Linked DNA regions of Hordeum vulgare: all the other regions are linked to region 3. The links are chromatin contacts, called in public Hi-C maps. All regions are on one chromosome and are shown on one strand. The core of a region is the stretch at or near the end of the contact, and the rest is flanking DNA. Distances in the headings are between cores, read along the strand shown. Region 1 has its middle 79 kb from the start of LOC123396703. Region 2 holds the start of LOC123398676 (nuclear pore complex protein NUP62-like). Region 3 has its middle 17 kb from the start of LOC123395320.

Evidence for each region. A called contact is a pair of places that touch in the nucleus more often than the background predicts.
Region 1: a contact with region 3 is called in a Hi-C map of seedling, with 5 times the contacts expected there. The contact joins two enhancer-like sites. A contact is called at or near these places in 4 of 6 Hi-C or Micro-C datasets (leaf and seedling).
Region 2: a contact with region 3 is called in a Hi-C map of seedling, with 3 times the contacts expected there. The contact joins the promoter of LOC123398676 here to the enhancer-like site in region 3. A contact is called at or near these places in 6 of 6 Hi-C or Micro-C datasets (leaf, seedling and an unstated tissue) and 1 of 1 datasets of contacts at active chromatin or transcription factors (embryo).

The regions. Positions count from the first base shown.
Region 1 is chr5H:407,491,987-407,494,686 of MorexV3_pseudomolecules_assembly, reverse strand. No RefSeq gene overlaps it. Among protein-coding and RNA genes, the nearest start is that of LOC123396703, 79 kb to the left of the region's middle. Within about 2 kb of position 1,251, at least 3 of the 3 cell types and tissues checked have open chromatin away from gene starts, as enhancers often do. A contact at or near this core is called in leaf and seedling, where this site is marked.
Region 2 is chr5H:407,346,921-407,349,620 of MorexV3_pseudomolecules_assembly, reverse strand. LOC123398676 (nuclear pore complex protein NUP62-like) reads left to right here and starts at 1,286. Exons shown (of 1, transcript XM_045093123.1): 1 at 1,286-2,700. The coding sequence starts at 1,405.
Region 3 is chr5H:407,087,918-407,090,617 of MorexV3_pseudomolecules_assembly, reverse strand. No RefSeq gene overlaps it. Among protein-coding and RNA genes, the nearest start is that of LOC123395320, 17 kb to the right of the region's middle. Within about 2 kb of position 1,352, at least 2 of the 3 cell types and tissues checked have open chromatin away from gene starts, as enhancers often do. A contact at or near this core is called in leaf and seedling, where this site is marked.

The DNA of each region.
Region 1 (2,700 bases), core at 2-2,501, 400 kb before region 3:
TAAGGGGGAGGGGTTGGGGAGCTCCTACCTGTCGCTCACTGCGGCAGGGGGTCTCCGGCATTTCCTATTCAGCGCTCGAGGCGCCGGTTTCTTCCCGTTTCTGTTAACCGGTGGCGTGCAGTAGGGTTAGTTGGGCTCGGCCCATTCTATCTTCTTTCTTCTGTTTTCTAAGATCCAAAAAATGTGCAAGCTCTACAATTCAAACTTGTGACCTCTTCACCGAGGGCACAATGCGCTCGCTACACAAAACCGACCGGCTCCGTTCACCTCACTTGTTCAGTTTCATCTTTCCAACCTTTTCTTGTTATATCTTTGCCCCTATTTTTCATTTTAATTTCTTTCTCGGATGTTTTTTTTTCTAAATTGAATGAACTGGTTTTAAAAAAAACTAATGATTTTTTTTTTCAAAATAGATGTTTTTTTAGAAAAAATGATTTTTTATTTAAAATCGGTAATTTTCTTTTTCAAACTGGATGAACTTTTAAAATTTTTAATAAACCTTTTGAAAAAATTTATGAACTTTTTCTAAATTCCATGATCTTTTTAAAAGCAGTTAAGTATTTTTAAATTTGACGAATGTTTTTCAAAATCAGTGAACTTTAAAAAAAATGATAAACGATTTTCAAAATCCGTTAATATTTTTAAAATTCTATGAACGTTTTTGAAAATCACTGACCATTTTTTCAAATTTGATGATTTTTTTTCAAAATACATTACTTTTTGAAAATTTGATGAATGTTTTTCAAAATCACTGAGCTGTTTTTCAAATACGGTAACTTTTTTCAAAATTTATATATTTTTTAAAATTTGATGAACTTTTTTCGGATCAATGATCTTTTTTCCATCATAGATGATTTTTTTTTTTAATTTGATGAACTTTTTTTGGATCGATGATCTTTTTTCCAACATCGATGAACTTTTTTCGGATTCGATAAATTTTTTCCATGATCGATGAACTTTTCCTAAAATTACTGAACTGTTTTTATTGTGAACTATTTTTAAAAATGAATGAAGATTTTTCCAAAATCGATGAACTTATTTTTTAGAAATTATAAACTTTTTTGTAGTTTTATGAACTCTTTTATAAATTACACAATTGATTTTCATATGTGGCGGCGCTTATTCTCGGGCCGGCCCAACTAGACGCAGCTGTCGGCGCCGGTTGCGTTCCCGGCCACTGAAGGCGCGCAATAGGAGCTCCCGGTACCTCCTACTCGACGCATTTTGCATCCAATAGCGATGGCTTCGCACAGGAGGGACGAAGCAACTGGGCCGCCGTTGCTAGCAAAGCGACTAGGTCGGCCAGTTAACCGCCTTCGTTTTTTCCTTCTTTTTATTTATTTTCCATTTTATTTGTTTTTTCTCTTCTTCCTTATTTTTTTCTGTGTTTCACTTTTTTTAAAGGTTACATTTTAGTTTTTTTAATTTATGAAACTTTAAGAGCATTTGTATTTATAAATAAAGTTTATAAATATAAATATTTTTAACTTTCGCAAGAATTTATAAGAACACAAATATTTTTGAAAACAGGAGCATTTAAAAAACTTAGAACAATTATTTTTAGAAAAGATCATTTTCTGAAATTTGTAAATATTTTTTAAATCGAGAACATTTTTTCAACATATGTACACTTTTTGAAACACTAACATTTTTTCAAAAGGCAAAAAAATTTAGAAAATGAAGAACATTTTTCAAATGGCGTAACATTTTTTCAAATTCTGGAGACATTTTCTCAAATTCCGGATCATTTTTTCCAATTCCGGAATATTTTTCAAATTCCAGAACATTTTTTCAAATACCGGAACAATTGTTTGAAAAATATGAAACATTTTGATGAAAATTTAAGAACATTTTTCCAAATTCCGGAGCATTTTTTTTCAAATTTCACGCCATTTTTGCGAATTCCGGAACATTTTTTCAAATTCTGGAACAATTGTATCAAATTCCAGAACATTGTTTCAAATTTGGGAACATTTTCTAAATTTCAAGTCATTTTTTCAAAGTCCGGAACATTTGTTCAAATTTTGGGACATTTTTTCAAATTTTGGAACATTTTTTCAAATTTTTGAGCATTTTTCAAATTCTGGAACATTTTTTCAAAATCAAGAATATTTTTCAAACCGAAACAGAAAAGAAAAAAGAAAAAACTGGTTCAGGGAATCTTCTAGAAAGTTCGCAAAATCGAAAAAAACCAGCTTAAAAAGTCTAGAAGTTTCCAGAAACCAGTAATCCCGCAACTGTTAAAAATAGGCCGGCCTAGATCGTCTTCGCTCGCGTTCTACTTGTGCAACGCCGCAGCAATTTGCTGCACCATGCGGCAAATAGGTTTTCCGCGGTAGGGACCTCTGCCGCACAGAACGGGCGTCCCGATTGGCTCCCCAGTTTTGTTTCTTTTTTTATTTTATGTTTTCCTTTTCTGTTTAATTTCCTTTTTTTGTTTGTTTATTTTTATTTTCTACTTTTCTGTTTGTATTTGAAGCGAAATCATTTTTTGAAATTGAAGAACGAATTTTAAAAATCGTGAACATATTTGGAAGTGCAAACAATTTTTGAAAGCATGAATATTTTTGGAATCTTGAGAACAAAATATTGAAAAATAGAAAAAAATTAAAAACTCCGAAAAATTTAAAGCACAGACAAATTTTGAAAGCATGAACATTTTTTGAATTTTGAGAACAAATTTTGAAACCGACAACAATT
Region 2 (2,700 bases), core at 37-2,536, 260 kb before region 3:
ATGGTTCCCGAACACGTAGGGTCTACACACTTAAGGTTCGTTGACGCTAGAGTTGTTATGGGAATTGTATATGTGGTTACCTAAGGTTGTTAGGAGTCCCAGATGAGATCCCGGACGTCAGGAGGAGTTCCGGAATGGTCCAGAGGTAAAGACTTATATATGGGAAGTCCGTTTTCGGCCACCGGAAAGGTTTTGGGATTTATCGATGTTGTACCGGGACCATCGAAAGGGTACCGGAGGTCCATCGGGAGGGTCCACCTATCCCGGAGGGCTACATGGGTTGAAAGGGGGAGGGAACCAACCCCTGGTGGGCTGGTGTGAGCAAGGGAGGAGGCCCAAGGTGCACAGGGGCCAAACCCTAGGGCTGCCGCACCACCTAGGGTTTCCCTAGGGTGGCCGCACTCCCTCACCGTCCCTCCTATATATAGTGGAGGTATTGGGAGGGTTGCACACACCCCGTCTCTCTCTCCCTCGGCGCAGTGCTACCTCTCCACCTCTCCTCCTCCGTGGTGCTTGGTGAAGCCCTGCCGGAGAGTCACAAACTCCATCGCCACCACGCCGTCGTGCTGCCGGGATTCTCCCTGAACTTCTCCTCCCTCCTTGCTGGATCAAGGAGGAGACGTCACCGGGCTGCAGGTGTGTTGAAGGCGGAGACACCGAATGTTCGGTGTTTGGATTGGATCGCCGCGAGTACGACTTCATCAACCGCGTTCATAGTAACGCTTCCGCTTTGCGATCTTCAATGGTATGAAGATGTTCTACCTCTCTGGTTGCTGGTTTCTCCTAGTTTGATCTTGGTGTGACGTAGGAGATTTTTTGAATTATTACTACGATCCCCTACAGGTATCTACATAAGCCATGGGGCTCGAGTTCATAGGAGAGATCAAGCTCATCACGGTTAGGGTTTAGACCACAACATCCGATCTCGGAGTAGATCAACTATGTACTCTCTACTATTCCATCAATAACAACAAGAGTAGGACATATGGTTTTATCTCAATCAAGAGGGTCCGAACTTGCGTAAAACACCTCTTCATTGTCTCTTGTTATCCCTCAACCATAGATTCGCAATTCGGACCCCTTACTCGAAATTAGCCGGTTTTAACACCGACATTCATCGTCTTTGAGTCTTTGAACAGATATAAAGCATATGACACCAGATCTCATCACACGACAAGAAACATTAACCTCGTCACACCAAGGAGACGACATAAATCTACGCAGGAGCTCCGCCAGAAACTCTATTCTTATGGTTTTTGTTATTCTTACCTTTTGAGAGGCCCTAGTTATGAAGAGAGTATTAGTTTCGTGGAGACAAAACCTCTAGATCGCTCGCTGCGGGCAAGTGTCGAGCGTGCGTCAGCTGCGGCGCACGCAGGTTTTCCTTTTTCCCGGTGACTAATTATGGACGCGGAACAATGTAGTTCACCAAACCAACACCGCACAGACGCGCAGAGCCAGCCGAGTCGCATTCCCACACACACACAGCAACAAACCTCCGTCCCCTTCCTCCTTCCTCGCGTCGGGGGTGGGTGGAACGTGCGCCGAATCAGCACCAGCAGCCCGCTCCCCCGCCCCCGCCCCCTTTTATACCACGCCGCCAGTTCACACCAAAGCTTCTCTTCTCTTCTCTCCTCCCTCCACCTTCGATCTTCCGGCTGGATCACGCGCGCAGTCAGGGCTGGGCGCTTGCGGAATGGAAGATCCGCTCTTTTTAGCCACTTGTGGTCAGTGAGCGGTTTGGTGGTGGTAGTTGGCCTCGCTTTCTTGGAGGGTTGCACCAGCGGCAGCGCGTGCGGGAGGGAGGGAGAAGGACTGCTCCTGTCGGCCGCCATGGACTCCGGCAACAGCGGCAGCCTCCAGTCGTCCAGCGGCGGCGACGACGACTTCGACTCGCGGGGAGGCGGCGTCGACTCCTCGCCGCTCTCCGCGCTGCTCCGCCCCACGCCCTCGCCCTCGTCGGCCGGGGCCTTCTCGATGCACGGATCGCTCTACGGCCTGCAGGATTTCACCTCCGCCTCGCCACAGCAGCAACAGCAGCAGCTCCAGCACCAGCAGCACCACCACCAGCAGCAGCAGGCGTCCTGGTCGGCGCAGTTCATGGCGGGGCCGGCCTCCTCGTCGACGCGTGTCGCGCCGCCCGACGCCGGCATGGGCGCGAGCGCGCATCAGGCGCCTGATCCGTCTGCTGCGGCTGCGGCGGCGCCGCCCAGGGGGTCGCGGAAGCGGGCGCGCGCGTCGCGGCGTGCACCCACCACGGTGCTCACCACCGACACCTCCAACTTCCGCGCCATGGTGCAGGAGTTCACCGGCATCCCTAATCCGCCCTTCGCTGCCGGCGCAGGAGGCCCCGGTGCGTCTTTCAACTCCCGCTTCGACCACATCTTCTCGTCCTCCGCCCTCCGCTCCGCCGCGGGTGCAGCCGGCGATCCAGCCTCCTCGCTGCCGCCGTACCTCCTCCGCCCTTTCGCGCAGAAGCTCCAGACGGCAACCTCGCCTTTCGCACCCTTCACGTCGCCGTCCTCGTCAACACCTCCTGGACCGTCGTCGAACATGGGCATCGCCAATGCCAATGCCAGGGCGGCGGCCACGGCCGCCGCCACCACAACAGCGTCTGCCAATCAGCGCGGCGTCGCCGGCGATGACTTCCAGCTGACGTCGTCGGCGCTTCTGCGGATGCAGGACCACAGCAGCAACTAC
Region 3 (2,700 bases), core at 103-2,602:
TTGCTTGGTTCTCCTACTGGTACGATAAATCTTGGTTTTTAACTAAGAGAAATGCTTTCGCTACTTTACTACATCACCCTCCCTCTTCGAGAAAAATCACAATGCCATCACAATTAGCACTACTGCACAAGGACTACTTTACTCCGAACCCAACTTTTTCGGATGATCCATGGTTTCGTTGTCGTTTTCGTATGCGCAGATCATTGCTTTTGCGCATTGTGAAGGGAGTGGATGCACACGATGACTACTTCAAACTCACAAGGGACTGTTGCGGTCAACTTTATTTCTCTGCTAAGCAGGAATGCACGCCTGCACTGAGAATGCTTGCACTTGGTACTGCCATAGATGTTGTTGCTGAGATGGTTTGAATGTGGGAGAGCACATGTCCAAAGACTACTATCGGGTTTGCCCGAGTCATGATGCGGGTGTGTGGAGCAGAGTATTCGGGAAAAACAAATGTGCAGGACACAAAGTAGTTGTTGGTTATTGGAGAGACCATGCGGTCTCGAGAAATACTCGGATCAATCGATTGCATCCATTAACAATGAAAAAACTATCCAAAAGGCTTATTGGGTATGTATATCAAGGTCACACCAAAGAGGTCACCATCATACCGGAAGCAATGACATCACATGACTTGTAGATTTTGCATGCTTTTTTTTAAATGTTGAGTTTTTATATTAACATCAACATGCTTCAACGATCTCCCGTGTTTAATAGGCTTTGTAATAAAAAATGTCGCCATGCAATGACACTATCAATGATCTTGAATACGATATGGGATACTATATTACCAATGGCATCTATCCTCAGTGAGTGATGTTTGTGAAGATAGATGTAACTACAAGGCTTGATACATGAGAGGTGGGTTGTCTACCTCGACGGATGTGTCCCGACACATCCATGAACGTATAAGTGGCCGAATGATGTAGATGCTCTCACCACGTGTCTGATCTGATCCTCCTTATATAAAGAAAAAAGCGTATACGAGCTTCTGTTGCTGTCTCCATGCCGAATGCAGCAGAATCTCCCCCCGCAAGAAGAATGCAGCGGAGTCGCTCTCTCCCTCCTTGTTCGTACGCCCTCTGCAGATTCGGCCGTGCGCAAATCACGCTTCCTCACACGGAGTTTGCGATTGCGAGCTTGCAGACCGTAGCTTTCTCGCGCTATACGCAGATGATCCTTCGCGACGCATGCATCAATATCATTGTAGCAGGAAGATGGTACGTACGCGCCTACGCGGTGAGGTCATGCGTTCTCGTGAATGCGACGCTGCCACCAGCAAGAGAGGAACCGATCTGTGCTTCGTGGCCGTGGGTAGGTGGCCGTAGGCGTGTAGCTCGTCAACAACCAAACTGTGCGCGCCATCGTGGCAGGTCCGTGTCAGTGTAGGTCATTTTCGTGTACAGTGAGACTGGTTATCGTTGAAAGCTTAACGACATTAAAAATTGGATCGACTTCCGGTTGGAGTAGTGGTACTAGTTGTCGCCGTGCTCTTCCCCGGGAGGCAAAATGGTGACCTGTGCATGCATGCATGCATGCACGCTCCAGTGCTCCACTTGTGTTAAGGTAAGTAGACTAGTAGCGCTTGGTTGGGGGGAACCAAATCAGGTTCGCAGATCATCGAGCGCGAACGTCCGCGCGTCGGCCACAGCGCGCGAAGGGCTCCCAGACGTGCGATCGGCCGCTGTGCCACGAGATGATAAATGGAAAGATTTTCCGGTCATATTCCATATTCCATTCTCTTCCCTCGGTCAAACAAAATCTGGAAAGGTTTTATATTCTCCACAACCAAACAACACGATGGATATCGGCTTGGTTCTTGCAATGAAACACAAGCTAAACCCCTGAGGCCTTGTTCGGTTTCATAGGATTTCAAGGGGTTTGAAAAAGATTGAAAGGGATTAAATCCCGAGCAAGTCAAAATCCACCTCAAACCCCTCCAATCCCCTTGTGGTGGAGATTAACCGAAGAAACACTGAGAGTGAAAAGGCCGATGAAAAGAAAAAACTCCACTAGATGAATAAAAACATTTGACTAAACATGAGTGGCGGGAGAGACGGGATGCAACTTTTGTTTTCATCGGGAGGAACCATTCAACATATATTCTGTGATTGTCCAATCTCCGATGTCACCGGTTGAACGCTAAACAAACAACACGCCAATACTAGTGTGTCAGAGTTGGTTGTGGGAGCCCCTTGAAAACTTATGTGCCACGCTAAAACAATGAAATTGTTGCTATAACGCTCATATATGGGCCGGCTAATGAAACTCTTGCTCGCTCAGCTTGCCTTCTGTTGGGTTTAGTTCCACGTCGGTTGTGGGAGAAGACATAACACGACTTATATGGGTGAGGGTGCCCCCCTCCTAACACGCTAGTTTTTTGAAGGGAGAGGGCCCAAGGCCTGTCATAAGTCGGTGTTGTTCTCCGGTTGGGCCTGTTAACGCATGTGGGTCGAAAACGCTGGTGTTAGCGGATCCGGGATTGCGTTTAGTCTTTTGAGGGGAGAGGGCATGAATTTAAAAAATATTCTTGGATCACAAACAATGGTCTTGAATTTAGGAAAGATTCGCAAATTTAAAAATATTCATAGACTTTAAAAATGTTCGTGAGCTTGAAACATATTCATAAATTTCATAAATGTTCATGAATTTAAAAAAATCAATATTTCTTTAATGTTCATGAATTAAAACATGGAA